3 separate regions of the Gossypium hirsutum genome follow, and all the other regions are linked to region 1. A link is a contact called in public Hi-C data. All regions are on one chromosome and are shown on one strand. The core of a region is the stretch at or near the end of the contact, and the rest is flanking DNA. Distances in the headings are between cores, read along the strand shown. Region 1 holds the start of LOC107913098 (G-box-binding factor 1). Region 2 holds the start of LOC107957428 (NEDD8-conjugating enzyme Ubc12). Region 3 holds the start of LOC107957425 (homeobox-leucine zipper protein ATHB-40).

Region 1 (5,012 bases), core at 1,055-3,554:
AATCCAAACCTGTTGCTGTGAAGATGATTCAGCCAAGTAATCCATCAGCTGTAATTCGCGAGCATAAGGAGAAATTTCAGAGGGAGGTTTTACTGCTGTCTAGGATGGACCATGAAAATGTTGTAAAGGTTTTTAAAAACTACTCTTTACCTCTTTTAGTGTATGTCTAATTTTACCTTTTCACCTTCACTCTCTTCCATTTCAAGCTCCCAACAGCCAGCAACACGTGATTAAGTTTTAGTATTATGGTTTGCTAGTATATCGCCGTATCCTCCTCACTAGCTGACCTGCTAACAGGCTACATAAGCAACTAAGTTGTTGGATTTGGTTTGAGAATACTGTCTCCCTGCAAGTCAATGATATAGCCATCTATGGAAGATGTTCATACGGCACTCTGATATTTGTGGCTATTTTAACTTACATTATTCTCTGAAACTGCCATTCATATTTGCATTAAATTACCTTGTCCTTCTAATTCAGATATGTTTTGCTGAAGCAGTTTGTCGGCTGTTCCCTGGAGCCGACTATGATGATAGTTACTGAACTCATGAAAGGTGATACACTTCAGAGGTATCTGTGGAACATGCGCCCCAAGCGTCTTGAACTGGATTTTGCTTTACGTCTTGCATTGGGTATTTCCCGAGCTATGGAATACCTGCATGCCAATGGCATTATTCATCGTGATCTGAAGCCAAGTAATTCATTCTATTCTCATCTCAATATTCTAGTTGCTGCTATTTGGTAAATAGTTAATGATATGCTTATTCTTTCACTTGCTTGCACTGACCAAGACTTAAGATATAGCAAAATTTCATTGTTTTCCTGAACAGATATGATAAACTGACTGTGCTAGTAATGTCAGGTGACCAAACAAAGTATAGATTGTGCTGGAACGGAAAGTTTTCGCTGATATGCATTAACATGCCTAAGGACTTTAGAAGCTGATACTAAGAATTTAGACATTGCAGTACTTTTTTATTGTGATTGACCTCATCAATAGACGAACACCTCAAAATTGAGTGAAAATATTATGCCAGAAGACAGTCTGTTTCTTATATATCCTTTAATCTCATGACAGGCAATTTACTTCTCGCCGAGGATAGAACGTGCATCAAGCTGGCTGACTTTGGACTAGCTAGAGAGGAAGTATTGGGTGGAATGACTTGTGAGGCCGGTACTTACCGGTGGATGGCTCCTGAGGTGCTTTTCTTATAATGGTTCTAAATTAATCTAGTAGTGGCTTATCTTCCTAGTTCTGGTAATGTCTAACTTGTTTCTTTTATCCAAATTAGATATACAGCAGAGATCCACTCCCAATCGGAGCAAAGAAACACTATGACCACAAAGTCGATGTGTACAGTTTCTCAATTGTTCTTTGGGAGATACTGACGAATAAAGCTCCATTCAAGGGAAGGGATAATGTAACAGCGGCATATGCAGCGGCAAAGGCAAGCTGAACTTTCATTTGTCATGTCAATACTTTTTAACAATTTCTAACTATATCTCTTTTGCAATCTTCAGAACGAAAGGCCTTCTGTGGAAGGTCTTCCAACAGAGATTGTGTCTCTCCTGCAGTCCTGTTGGGCAGAGGACCCGAAGATTCGACCAGAATTTAAGGAAATCACTGCCTCTCTTACCAACTTCCTCCGCAACTGTAGCCCACCAGAGACTACACCTCCTAAGCAAATGGAAATTGATCGTTCCGGAAGCCATGCAGAGGAAGAGTCGGTCAATCCCGGGCATGTTACAAACAAGTGTAACGACAAGGGGAAGAAATCGAAGTCTTATACCTCATTCTTCATCTGCTTCGATGATTGCTTATCGAATTGATCAGGCAGGATGATGGCTGATCATGTTTTGGGTACAAAATGTACATGAATGGCTTATGCCTTCTTTCAGTAAACATAAACTTCACAGAACTGTCAATTGGACATCAATGCTTTTTATATATACCTCAGAAACAGTCAAAGATATAATTAAATATACATAAAGCTTTTATCAAAGTTTTGTCTTTTGTTTCAAGAGATGTACTAATTTCGTGAATGGGAAGCGTGGTTGGGCTTACTCCGGCTGAGAGAGGGACCAATTTCCATCTGCTAAATGGTGAAACCAGCAGGAACCATGTCCCATCAAGTACGGCTAAATTCCTGAAAGCCAATAAGAATGAAGTCAAAGGCGGTGCATTATAAATGGATAATGTTTCAGTGACGTGGAAGCCACACAAGCCCATACGGATAATAACCTTAAGGGCAAAAAGAAAAAAGCTCAAACCTAAACGATGTAGTTTCGCTATAAAACTTGACACCCCCCTTTCTCTTCTCTTTCTTTTTCTTTCCTTCCAAACTAAACAAAGAACATTGTACTTCAATTTCTCGTACGATTCTTTTATTCTTTATTTGCAGCCGTCGGATAAGGAAATATAAGAAGCAAATAAAAAAAGAAAAGATTGTTTATATAAATAAATGTCTTTCTCTTGGTAATTTCCCCTTTTTATTTATTTATTTAAAGTGTTTCCACTTGGACTTCCTCCTTACTTCCCTTTTCAACGCCATGAAAGCAGGTCTGGTCTTTCTTTCTTCTTCTTTCTTCTTCTTCTTCTTCTTCAAATTTGTTCTTTTTAATATTGTGTTTTTTATATGTAATTTTAAAAGCGTTTAGAAGCTAAATTTCTTTCCTTCTATTTCTGTTCTTTTATGCCATTAATAAATTTGTTTCAGGATTTCTTTCTTTTTCTCTTATCTCATTTTTTTTTGAACTTTGATTTATCAGTTGGATTAGTATTACTTACACGTTCTTCTCTCAACTTTTATCTTTATATTGTTTCTTTTAAGTTTTGGCTGTGTTATGCCTATGGGAAATCGTGTGGTTTTAGCTTGAATATTAAAATTAGCTTTTACTATTTTGGAAAAAAAAAAAAACCCAGTTCTTTAGCATATTCATCAGTAAGGAACTAAGAATCCATTCACTGATAATGTATGTTCTTTTCTTCTTTCTTTCTTTTTTTTTCTAACATGTGGAGAAGGTGTATGGATTCCAGCTGTAATACGACAATTGCTGGTCAACGTTAGGTTTTTACTACAATCTGCATGAAGAATTAAGAGGGCTAATTGTTGATTAGCTTAGCTGTGGTCTATTTAAAACAGATACCGCCAATTTCTACTGATTTTTCTTTTTCTTTTTCCTACTAATTTTTTGTTTAATATAGGAATTGTTGAAAAAGTCGGATTATTCTTTTTGTAGGGAACAAATTGGAGTTAATTAACAAATTCTTAGAATTAAAGGATTACTTTATATTTCAAGGTTGTCCCTTTATGGAAACGATTGATACTCTACCTCTATTTTGCATATGGCTAAATTAGCTACAAACAAGATGCTTTCCTCTGAGTGCTTCACTTGTTAGGACAAGAATGTGTGATTTGTCTTTAAGTTAGTTTATATGGAAGAGTAAATTAACAACCTAATTTGTATCATTTTGTATTTATTCGCTGCTAGTGATGTGACCAAGATAACAGAAGATCTTTAAAAAGTAACAAGTTTATTTCTAGATTTTAGCTTTCTTTAAATGGTTTTTAAGTTATTCTGAAACTGTTTGTAAGTTGTTTTCAATATTTTAGGGTAAGTTTTGTCTTTTGTTGGATCATGTGAGTGTTGTTTACAATGTTGCGGAGCATTGAGGCCGGTTCGATTATTTTTCTCATTGTAGTCCATTCATGATAATATGCTGTCTGAAATCTATTTAGATTTATGCTCGATGGGCTCATAAATGATGTTTCTGCATGTTGCTGATAGCTAGTTATAGTTTCCCATTTTTCTTCCCCTCCTTGTTAGTTGTGTCATTGGTAGATAATTTCTTGTGATCTCTCATCTCTGATATACGTGTTTACTTGGTTTTGGATTCTCAGGTGCTTCATAAAAGTCATTGACGATCAAATTTTATTTTAAAATTGCTGAAATTAAGAAGTTTGCCAAAGTGGTTATGGGAACAGAAGAAGAGAGCTCACCTGCCAACCATTCTAAACCTACTGCTTCAGCTCAGGTATATCATCCTTGCCTTATCTCCACCCAAAGAAAAGAATAATGTGCCCATATTATTCATGTTTTCTCATCACTAGCAAGTGGTTGAACTTTACTGATTTTTCTACTTTTAACTTATAGGAAATGCCTACGACACCTGCATATCCTGATTGGTCAAGCCAGATGCAGGTTTGTATAGTACATAAATCTTACGGTTTGTCTCATTTTTCCACTGTTGATCACATTGATGAAGTTTACTAAAAATGTCTTTGTCCTGTAAATAATTGTTAGAGCTTACAACTCATCTTCTTGTTTAGGCTTATTATGGTGCCGGAGCTACTCCACCTCCCTTTTTTGCCTCAACTGTTGCTTCAACGACTCCGCATCCATATATATGGAGAGGCCAGGTGATTCCTCTTTTAAAATCACTATTGCCTAATCATTTGTTTCCTTCAATGTTTGATTCAAGTAAGGTTCTTACTTTTCTTTTCTGTTGATTATCTTTCAGCATCCTTTAATGCCTCCATACGGCACCCCAGTTCCGTATCCAGTTATATATCCTCCAGGGGGAGTATATGCACATCCTAATATGGCCATCGTAATATTAGATTTTTTCTCTTTATGTGTTTTCCTCTTGCAGTATATTCCCAGTTGTTCATAAAATAAATGCCCTTTCCTCATAGCAATTTTTTCTATAGGCTCCAAGTTCTGCACCAAATAATGCTGACCATGAAGAGAAGAGTGCTGATGACAAGGATCGAGGTGCCACCAAAAAATCCAAGGGAACTTCAGGAAGCAAGGTTGAAGAGAGTGGAAAGGCAGCTTCCGGATCTGGAAAAGATGGCGGCTCTCAAAGGTGCACTAGACTTTTGATGTTCCAATCTTTCCTCAAACAATTTTCACATTCACTCTCAACATGGATTTTGATTAAAGAATTTTCTTTGATTTTTTTGTACATGCCTTTCCTAATTTTAGTCGCTTTCTTAACAGTGGTGAAA
Region 2 (5,012 bases), core at 1,393-3,892, 230 kb before region 1:
TTTTGAATTATTGGAAGAATAAAAAAATATATTTCTCCATAAATAGTTAGCAAAAAAGAGTTAAATGAAATTATTAAAAATTGTTAATAAACTATTATTTATTATGTTAATATGTATATTGAAGAGAAGTATATTATTTTTTTATAGAAAAATATTTAAATTAATTGAGAGAAATCTAAATTATTAAAATTAATTATAATTAGTCATGATCAAATCAAATTAAAATTGATTGAAAGAGATATAAGTATTTAATTTTAGGGATAAATTTTAAAATTACACATAAATTTTGATTTATTGTGTAATTTTGATGCATAAACTTTTGTGTAATCATAGACATGAAATTTTGATTGTGATTTAAACGTATAATGAAAATTTAATTTTGATTGAACTCTATGCGTTTAAAGAAATAAATACATTAATTTATTTATATATTAGATAAAAATAATTATTTGTGTATGTGGTATATAAATGTAAAATGGTTCTATATAAATGATTTTGTCATTAATTTGTGAAAGCTGAAAAAAAAATTCATGTATAAAATTACGTAAAATAAAAATTTATGTAACATTATACATTTAATCAAAATTCATATATAATTTTAAAATTTCTCTTTTTAATTCTATTAAAATCAAATAAAAATACTAAATAATATCGAGTATTGACATAACAGTTGTTAAATTATTTTTTTCACATAACACAAATTTAAGATATTTCATGCCAATAACAAGACCGTTCCTATAAGTTTTTTTAGTATTTATTTTATGCATTCTTTATTTCCAAATTTAAGATATTAAAATTTTGTTTTGTTTTTAAATTCTTAGCATTATATGGTTTATAATTTTATTTAAATTGATAAATATTCATATATTATTTCAAATTAAATACTAAAATTATGGTCATGGAATAGTCATTGTTTTCATATCATATTGATTTTATATATTTAAGGTAAATAATAATTAAAAATAAATGTAATTATTTTTAATTTAAAAAAAATAAAAGTAGAACCAGTAAAGTTTTTATATGTAAATGACATGATTGATTGTATATGGTAATTTATTTCCTAAAATAGTACCACTCAAGGAATCCTCTCATCCTTTATTTACCTTCTAAATTATATATGTGTTCACTTGAACCTTTTTTTTTTTTTGGTTAAATGTAGTATTTAAACTTAATTACTGTTACTCGATTAACTCTACGTAAACATTATTTGACTTTACCCGTTTTTTTTAGAATTGAAATGAAAAAAAAAATAGAAAATCTGAATATTAATATTAAAAATAAAAAACAAAATTTCTCCCCCCGTCCCTCTTAGCTCCCTCCCACCACCATTGCTCTCCCCTCCCCCCTCTCCCTTCCTTTTCGTATCAAATTCTTCCCTTGGGCAAAACTTTATATCATGGAATTATTAGTAAACATGGGAAGGAGTAGCAAAGGATACAATCCATTTTGGGAATGATGTTTTCATGGTTCCACCGAGTTCAGGGGGGCTTGCTCTAACTCCCCTGGATATCTCAAGCTAGATTGTGACGCAGCCTTCAACTCTTAGGCTTATAAAGCGAGCACGACAATGATAATTTATGATTTGATCAGTGGCAAGTGATCTCCTCCTCGACAATTGGTAGCATACCCATTCTCAAATTAAAATGACAACAATAAATGCAAGTGAGTGTTAAAGGCCAGTTCTTCATTGCTTAAAAAAAACTTATGACTCCAAATGTACTTTTAAAAGAAAATCTATGAATAACAAGCTGCTTTTGACAAAAATTTTTAGCTTTTCAGAAGTGTTTTTTTAAAAATACTTCTGAAAAGTAGCTGAAAATAAGAAGCTAAAATTTTAGCTTTTCTTCTCCCAAAAGCACTTTCGATGCTTAATTACTTTTTCACCCCTCTAATAACATAGTATTTTTTTTCTTGGTGCTTAATTACAATTGTATTAAAATCATTAATTAAAAATAAAAAATATTTTTAAAATACTAATTATAAATATTTAATGGTTATAGTTAAATATTTAAAATATAGTTTATATATTCTAATTAAATTTTATAAATAATTAATATTTATTACTTAAAAATTTTTACAATTTATATTTCATATATAAAATATTAACAACAAGTTATAATAATTTTTTTATATTATTACTAAAATATAATAATATTAACTAATTTAAATATTATTTAAATGCATATTTGTTACTTGATAATAACATGTTTAAAATGGACATTTTATTTCTCAAAAATATTTTTTGACAATAATATTAAACACTCAAATTTTAAACTAAATTTTTTAAAATTTCTCCTCAAAAACTACTTTTTGCACAACACTCTTTAAAAACATTCTTCAAAAACAATGAAAAATTGGCCTAAAACTATCTCGGTGAAATGTCGTTGAATGTTTTGGTTTGATTACAAATATAAGGCCGCAAAACTGCAGACTCTAGTTTTTCACCAAAGAAAAACCCAAAACAAGTGGGTCCATCCTCCACTCCAGCTTTCGTGTCATTTCCTTTCTCTCTCTTTCCTTTACTTTCCCTTCAGGCATCGATATCCAAATCCCCCTCCTTTTGTCCCTTCTCTTCATCAATTTCCCCTTAGTTTCTGCTTTTTTCTTTAAAACAATAAAGATCCCTTAGTTCCTTCTTTCTTTCTTCGCCTTTTCCTCCAACAGGTTTGTTACAATCTCATAAATCCAACACACTACCTTTTCTTTTCTTTTTTTCTCACTTGCTCTTTTAATCGGCGTTGATTACTTAAGTCTTTTGTTAGATTCATTTTCTCTTTTCTTTAACGATCTCTTCTATTTTTGCAACTAGTTGTATCTTGAATTATGATCTGTTAGAATTAATTTCATTTTGAATCTCTTTTTTTTGTTCAAATTCTATTATTGCAAAGATGGGGAAAAAAAAGAGGCACTTCTTTTGTTTTTTGAAGTAGTTTTAAATTAGTCTACTTAAATAGCTTCGGATCAGGTAAATGAGTGATCTTATTAAAAGAAAACGGATTCTGATCGTCAACAGCTCAAAAGTATGGAAATCGAATTTGATAATAAAGGCTAGATTTTTCAGTTAGGGTTTGTTAAGAACCAAGTGTTTTTGTTTTAATGCTTTGATTTTGAATCTTTAGATTTTGAATGGATATTGCTTTGCTGCGGTAACCGGAATTTGATATTAAGGCTATGGAAATGAATCGGTTCACTTTAAATTTTAATATATATGTAGGAGTTATGATTCGGCTGTTTAAAGTAAAGGAAAAGCAGAGAGAACTTGCTGAAAATGCAAATGGGGGAGCTCCTACCAAAAAGCAAAGTCCAGGAGAGTTGCGTTTGCACAAAGGTTTGCTTCACATATTTAATGGGATTGAGTTGTTTAAATTTCCTTTAGTTCTATGATAAAGATTCATTATTTTTTATGATTTGGTGCTTTTGGTGTGTTATTGCTGATATTCTTCAGCTTTACTGATCTATTCAACTATATGTTGTTCTAGCACTGAATCTATTGGCTCAAGAGCATCTGGTGTTTGATCCAAGTGTGATTCTCATGTTTTATTTTGTCTTTCTACGTGTAGATATTTCTGAGCTTAACTTACCCAAATCTTGTGCTATAACATTTCCAAATGGAAAGGATAACCTGATGAATTTTGAGGTTTCAATTCGACCCGATGAAGGATATTATTTGTAAGGAATTTCTTTCATGCCTCTTATTTTAACACAAGTTTTCTTTTGCTCTCTAGCACAAATTTTTTGGTTAAAGTTTTTGTTTATTGGAGAAGACATGACATGCTTATAAGAGTTTTTTTACGTTCATCTTCTTATATTAATAATGCTATAACAAGTATAAAACTGATTGGCTGCTGCTGTTACAGCTGTGGCACATTTTTATTCTCCTTTCAAGTTTCTCCCGTCTATCCGCATGAGGCACCCAAAGTTAAGTGCAAGACCAAGGTAGTCTGGCTTACCTTGTTTTTATGTTTGTTTTCTAAATTCATGCTGTGGTCTCGCATGCTTTTGGTTATAACCTGGCTTGTATCATGTTGCACTCGAATATCCAGGTCTACCATCCAAATATTGATTTGGAAGGAAATGTTTGCCTTAACATCTTACGTGAAGATTGGAAACCGGTGCTCAATATAAACACTATAATCTATGGTTTATATCATCTTTTCACGGTAATGCCTAGTATATTTATAGCCATAATTCTATGGATTTGCTGCCATCTGATATCTGAATCTTTGAATTTTGTGTGCAGGAACCGAATTATGAGGATCCCCTCAATCATGAAGCTGCTGCAGTGTTGAGGGATAATCCAAAGATGTTTGAATCCAATGTGAGGAGGGCAATGTCTGGCGGGTATGTTGGGCAAACCTTTTTCCCACGGTGTGTCTAGCTTTAGCAAGGTCGCTGAATGCGCAAATGCACGTCATAAACACTTGAGCTTCCATGGGTTGTATAATTTACCTGCAAATTGCCCTCTATTGTCTGCTTTGATTTTCTCACTTTTCCTGCAAGACCAACCAGATAAAAATTCCAACAATGTTTCACTCTAGCTTTTCCCAATGCTGTTGTAAGAATCTGTGGCATATAATCTCAATGTGGAACTAGGATAGAGACAATAGACCGAATTTCATGCACTTGCATATTGTGTGACATCTCTCTCTCTCTCTCTTTCTGAAAATGAATACCTCTCTTTGTTTCTTTCTTTAGCCTGTTTTTGCTTTGAGTGCAAGGATTGAGGTGCTTGTTGAACATTGAGCAACAAATCATTCCCATAATCAAAATAATTCCTGAACCAGATTTCATCTTCAGAGCCATCTTTGAAATGAATCCTTTTTTTATGCATGCACCTTAGGTTACAATTGCATGTTCTTTAGACCTCTTAATTCTGCTTATTAGCTTACAGGATGAGATATAATTCCAATGTGCCTTTAAGTTATATATAAAAGCCTATAATCAAGGCAGCTGATAGAGAAATGGTTTATAATAAAATCGCAATGGTTCTACACTTACAGGCTGGCAATGTA
Region 3 (5,012 bases), core at 1,126-3,625, 170 kb before region 1:
TGTGTGTCTTGTCCCATGGTAATTCAAAAGAAGGAACCCCTTAAGTCACCGGGCCACCGCCAGCCGTGCCAACCAACTTGTTCCTCGTGCCACTTAGCCTCCTAGCTAGCTATAGCTAACTTTTAACTTCCCACTGCCATCCAGCCATTGTATTCTGTGGATCAAAGGACCTTTGCTTACTGACTTGATGCAACTCACCCATCAATAAAAAGTTTTTGGCTTTGATGTTCCCTCAAGTGCCTTCATGAAACTTATGGGTGGAGCTCCACCTTATCTGTTTCACATTAATATATTATATTCACGACATGAAAAAATCAATCTCTTTATGAAGTATACATACGAGACTTTTTCCAAAGACACAGACAAAGTGGGTAGTGACTCGTGTCCTTGTCTCCACTCCAATATTCCCCCAAAGCATCAGTCAAGTGAACTAACCATGAGTACACGTAAATTAGTGTACAAGTTTTGTTGTCATCAAAACCACATGAAAGACCAATTAAATCCAAAGGGTGATTAACAATCCAAGTGAATCATAATTTCAGTCGAAATTTGGACCTAAACATAATATATATGAATAGTTAAATTGTGGGGTTTAAGTAAATTATAATTTTGTCACATCAATTTAACACTTTATCAATGGATTTCATTTTTCAATTACAAAATTGTGGATATCAGAAATAATAATAAAAAAAGTTATGTTGTTTTAAGCAGCTCTTCCACCTCATTTACTTTGTTTATTAGTTATAAAATCATAACCCAATCCCCTATCCTTTTGGCTTAAAATCCAATAGTGGAAAAGTTTATCTTAAGAGTGAAATGATGGAAATGTAGGAAACATTATCCAATCAAAAACTAGAAACAAAACTGTCCTCACATGAAAAATGCACTGTAATTACTCTAATTTTATATAAAATCAAGACGTCAACAATGACGACATATCCTCCCTTCTAGTTCTGACCTTAAGAGATTTCTCCAACAACCTTAATATTCTTTCAAAAAGAAAAGACTACTTCCCCGATGCATCTGTAATAATAATATTTCTTAATTCCCTTAAAAGAAAATGATAATACTTAATGAAAGTCCTAACTAATCCCAAATTTTCATAACTTTTCTTTATGTTTTTCACTCGTCTCTCGAGCCACGATTGAGATATGGTTAAAAGTAGTCATGGGGTATTGGCTCATAGTAATAACCATTTTACAGACACATGGAAATAAGTGAAAATAACTCCCAATTGGACAACAATGGCTGACTAGAATGCCCAGATCCAGAGGCCAAACCTAATTTACCAACTTTGTTTATTGACTTCAATAATGGCCAGCTTTGGGATCCCCAAACCCCTTTTAGTTAACTTGCAAAATTATGTATTACTTGCTTGCTTACCACCATCACCCCTTTATCACTTAATTTGGAAAGCCTACCAATCCTAGTTTTGTCTAAGGAGATCACAATTAAGAGAATGATTTATGTTAGGTTTTAAATTAAAATCAGGATAATTATTTCTTTTACAGCTTTCAACGAAAAAAAAAATTGATCCTCATCTCATGCACAGAACTTATATGAAAGAATATCATAGAGGTGTATTTGATAAATTATAGAAAATTTTTAGTATTTAATATTTTAAATTTATTTGGCAATCATTTTAATTTTTACTTACTATAAAATTTTAACCAAAAAGTATTGAATAAGGTAAGGAGATACGTAGCTACTTATCACTTGAGGTAGAAAATATTAAATTGATTTTATTTTATTAAAAATTAAAATAAATTATTATTTTTAAATAAGAAATTCAAATTATCGTATTTTTCTTTCATCTAAAATTATCCAAAATAATATAAAATATTATATTAATAAGATTAAAATTAAAAATAAATAATCTTTTAAAAATTAATATTTATTTTTATCAAACAATATAATTATATTCTGCACTTATATTTACGAATTTTTCAAATAATTTTCTAATACAAATTCAACACTTATAAAATTTAACAATAAAAATTTAATACTTAAAATTTTCACATTTAAAAATTTCAATCCTAAAACTTTAACCAAACCATGTATTATATAGTGAAAAAGAAAACGATGAACTTTTGGAATTTAGGGTTTTGTTGTCCAACTTTATCCACTTGTTGGACGTGGAGATGGCAAATTTGGTTGACAGAATTTTCCAAACTAGTTCAATGATACAGTGTAGATGTGACAGTATTTCTTCTTGTCTCAAACTAGTGTACCAAATTGTAATACTATAATGGCATTGTTGTTATTCATAAGAACGTGATGTCCAATATTGGAAACAAAGGTCTTATGGTAAACAAACAGCTGCTAACTAGTCCTACTCTCAACCCTATAAATAAACCACATCACTTCCTTAACTCATCCATTACTTCTTTCAGGTATCACCCATTTCTCAATTTAAGAAAGCCAGAAAAGAAAACACTCGAAAAGCTAGAAAGAAAAAGAAAATGAGCCAAGATTATGAAATGATGACAAGCCAAATGAATGAACATGAAGATCATATTGCTCTTATCTCCCAAATCTACCCTGGATTTTACACCCAAATTGCAACACACCAAGGTAATGATCAGTGCGGCATGGACTTAAAACCACAAACATATTTATTCTTGCATTGTTTTATAATTAAGCCAGGCTTTTGGTTGAGCAGGGGAACCGAAGCCCCGACGGCGGCGGAAGAAGAACAAGGGAGGGGAGAACAGCCAGTGGGCGGTGGCTAAAAAAAGGAAGCTTAACCAGGAACAAGTCACTCTCCTTGAACTTAATTTTGGTAACGAACATAAACTAGAGTCAGAAAGGAAAGACCGGATTGCTTCAGAGCTGGGACTTGACCCTCGTCAGGTTGCTGTTTGGTTCCAAAATCGTAGAGCTCGTTGGAAGAACAAGAAGCTGGAGGAAGAGTATAGCAAGCTCAAGTCTCTTCACGAAACTGTTGTTCTCGACAAATGCCGACTTGAATCCGAGGTAAGTAAATATACATATATCTTTTATTTCCCAAATGAAATCATTTTAACTTGCAAAAAACAAATTATAATCTGGTTTTAATCACACTTTAAGTTTATTTGGATGTTTAAATGTAAACCCTTTGTTTTTCTTTTAGACATATTTCCTTGTGGTTTCTTAGGAACCAAACAGGGAAAAATATGTATGTTTTCAGAGATTAAATAATTAAAAAAATAATTCAAACTCGAAGAGGCGTTTGTTGGAAGGAAATGAAACTAATTAAGGAAGTAGCAGCGTCTTTGATCTTTATCCTTTTGATAAAAAAAGATATGGTGACCCACCAATATCAGAACATGCACGAGCTCAGGGCTCGAAGTCATGTACTTATGTTGTTGGGTTTAAGCTATTAAAAATATCAGTTAATGAGATCATAAGTTTATGTGAAAGTGGGAAACGATATTCTTGGACAAAAAAAGTGGGAAAACATTGACAAGGAACAACAAACAGCCACCTTATTGAACAACAGAAAGTAGTTGAAAAACAGAGGGTCCACTTCCATACACCATACTGGCTAAGCCCACTTTTACATTCAATTTAAATTTGTTCTTTGGTTACAATTATAGGTGGTAAAGCTTAAGGAGCAACTTAGCGAGGCGGAGAAGGAAATCCAGCAACTGACGGAACGAGTAGATGGGGTTTCCAGCAAAAGTACAAGCTCATCTGTACTGTCAATGGAAGCCATTGACCCAGTTTTCCATGGGGAATTTGGATATGAAGATGTTTTCTATATTGGAGAAAACAATTATGTTCTTGGCATGGAGTGGATGAATCTTTTTATGTAATTATCATATCACTAGTTAGCGTGTGTAGATATGGATAATTAAGACCCCCAAATCCATTGTAATTAATCCTTGATTTCTTTTCTTAACTACTGTTCTAATGTTATATTAAGTGTTGTAATGTCAACTTAGATTCATATTAATTTAGAAATCTCTTTTTAAATAACACTTTTTTACCGCATACTGTATTTGACATTTAAACCTAAATTTTAATTTTTGGCTTTTCAAGTTTTATAGTAAAATTATCGAAACACCTCCTTTTATTCTTTCATCCTCCCCAACAGTATTTTCCTCTTTCGCTTTAATGTATCATTATATTATTTTTTAAAATTTATAATTTAAATTAATTTATTTTTTAATTTTCAACCTCATATTTAAAATAAACATTTTAACCTTCCACTCTAGTTTTTTATAACGATGATTAACAAATAACACTTTTCCACAATACTTTTGAAAATTACTTTCTCTAGCCGATTGAGTCTTAACTGGGTTGACATTAATATTATTATCAGTGTATGAGAACGTGAGTTCGAATGTGCGGAAGCGCATTTAAGGGTCGAAGAGAAACTGTAAATAATTTTAAGCATTGTATCAAAGATAAAATATAATAAAAACTTTTGAAATTAATATTAAAAAATTACTTTCTTTAAAAACACTTTTCAGCCATAATAGTAGTAAAGAATTACACATTTATGTTTATAATCAAACTCTCAAATGGGGTCATAACCTCTACAGTCTTTTTAGTAGAGGTTGAAAGAAAATTGAATTATTAATTTTCTGAACAATAACTTCTCTTAGGTTTTGTTTAACAATTCATTAAAAAAATTAAATCAACTAAAAAAATATCAGTTAACTACGTTTTATAAACCATAATACAAGAACAAATTATAGAATTTTTTAATGAAAAAGTATAAAACTACTTCTTACTCAATGTATTTTTTCAATTCTTTTTATTTTATCCTTTAAATTATTTTTAAAATTTAAAAATTACATTAATTAACCAGTCTAATCATATTCTGTACTTAATTTCATGAAATATACCAAATATATTTTATAACTTAAATTCAACACTTAATTTTTTTAAAAATTTATCAAACAACACCTTAATAATGAAAATTTTAGTTTTCACAAATCAATTAAGAATGATTACATGCTCTTTAAAAATAGTAGTAATAATAAAAATAAAATATAACACTAGAGTTTAACTATAAATCACCA

The links. Hi-C and Micro-C count contacts between places; a contact is called where the count stands out from the background.
Region 2: a contact with region 1 is called in a Hi-C map of leaf, with 3 times the contacts expected there. The contact joins the promoter of LOC107957428 here to the promoter of LOC107913098 in region 1. A contact is called at or near these places in 4 of 34 Hi-C or Micro-C datasets (leaf and petal).
Region 3: a Hi-C map of leaf shows a contact between it and region 1, with 4 times the contacts expected there. The contact joins the promoter of LOC107957425 here to the promoter of LOC107913098 in region 1. A contact is called at or near these places in 13 of 34 Hi-C or Micro-C datasets (anther, callus, fibers and 3 more).

The regions. Positions count from the first base shown.
Region 1 is chrD11:22,730,701-22,735,712 of Gossypium_hirsutum_v2.1, reverse strand. It overlaps LOC107913098 (G-box-binding factor 1), which reads left to right and starts at 2,304. Exons shown (of 12, transcript XM_016841548.2): 1 at 2,304-2,560; 2 at 3,903-4,036; 3 at 4,156-4,203; 4 at 4,332-4,421; 5 at 4,523-4,612; 6 at 4,713-4,870; 7 at 5,005-5,012. The coding sequence starts at 3,977. It overlaps LOC107913099 (serine/threonine/tyrosine-protein kinase HT1), which reads left to right. Exons shown (of 6, transcript XM_016841551.2): 2 at 1-128; 3 at 500-695; 4 at 1,079-1,200; 5 at 1,293-1,448; 6 at 1,522-2,003. The coding sequence ends at 1,830.
Region 2 is chrD11:22,964,855-22,969,866 of Gossypium_hirsutum_v2.1, reverse strand. LOC107957428 (NEDD8-conjugating enzyme Ubc12) reads left to right here and starts at 2,642. Exons shown (of 6, transcript XM_016892947.2): 1 at 2,642-2,664; 2 at 3,215-3,328; 3 at 3,561-3,669; 4 at 3,858-3,936; 5 at 4,044-4,160; 6 at 4,241-4,686. The coding sequence starts at 3,220. The coding sequence ends at 4,378. LOC107957427 reads right to left here. Exons shown (of 4, transcript XM_016892946.2): 4 at 4,955-5,012.
Region 3 is chrD11:22,902,811-22,907,822 of Gossypium_hirsutum_v2.1, reverse strand. LOC107957425 (homeobox-leucine zipper protein ATHB-40) reads left to right here and starts at 2,375. Exons shown (of 3, transcript XM_016892943.2): 1 at 2,375-2,574; 2 at 2,663-2,976; 3 at 3,579-3,937. The coding sequence starts at 2,463. The coding sequence ends at 3,797.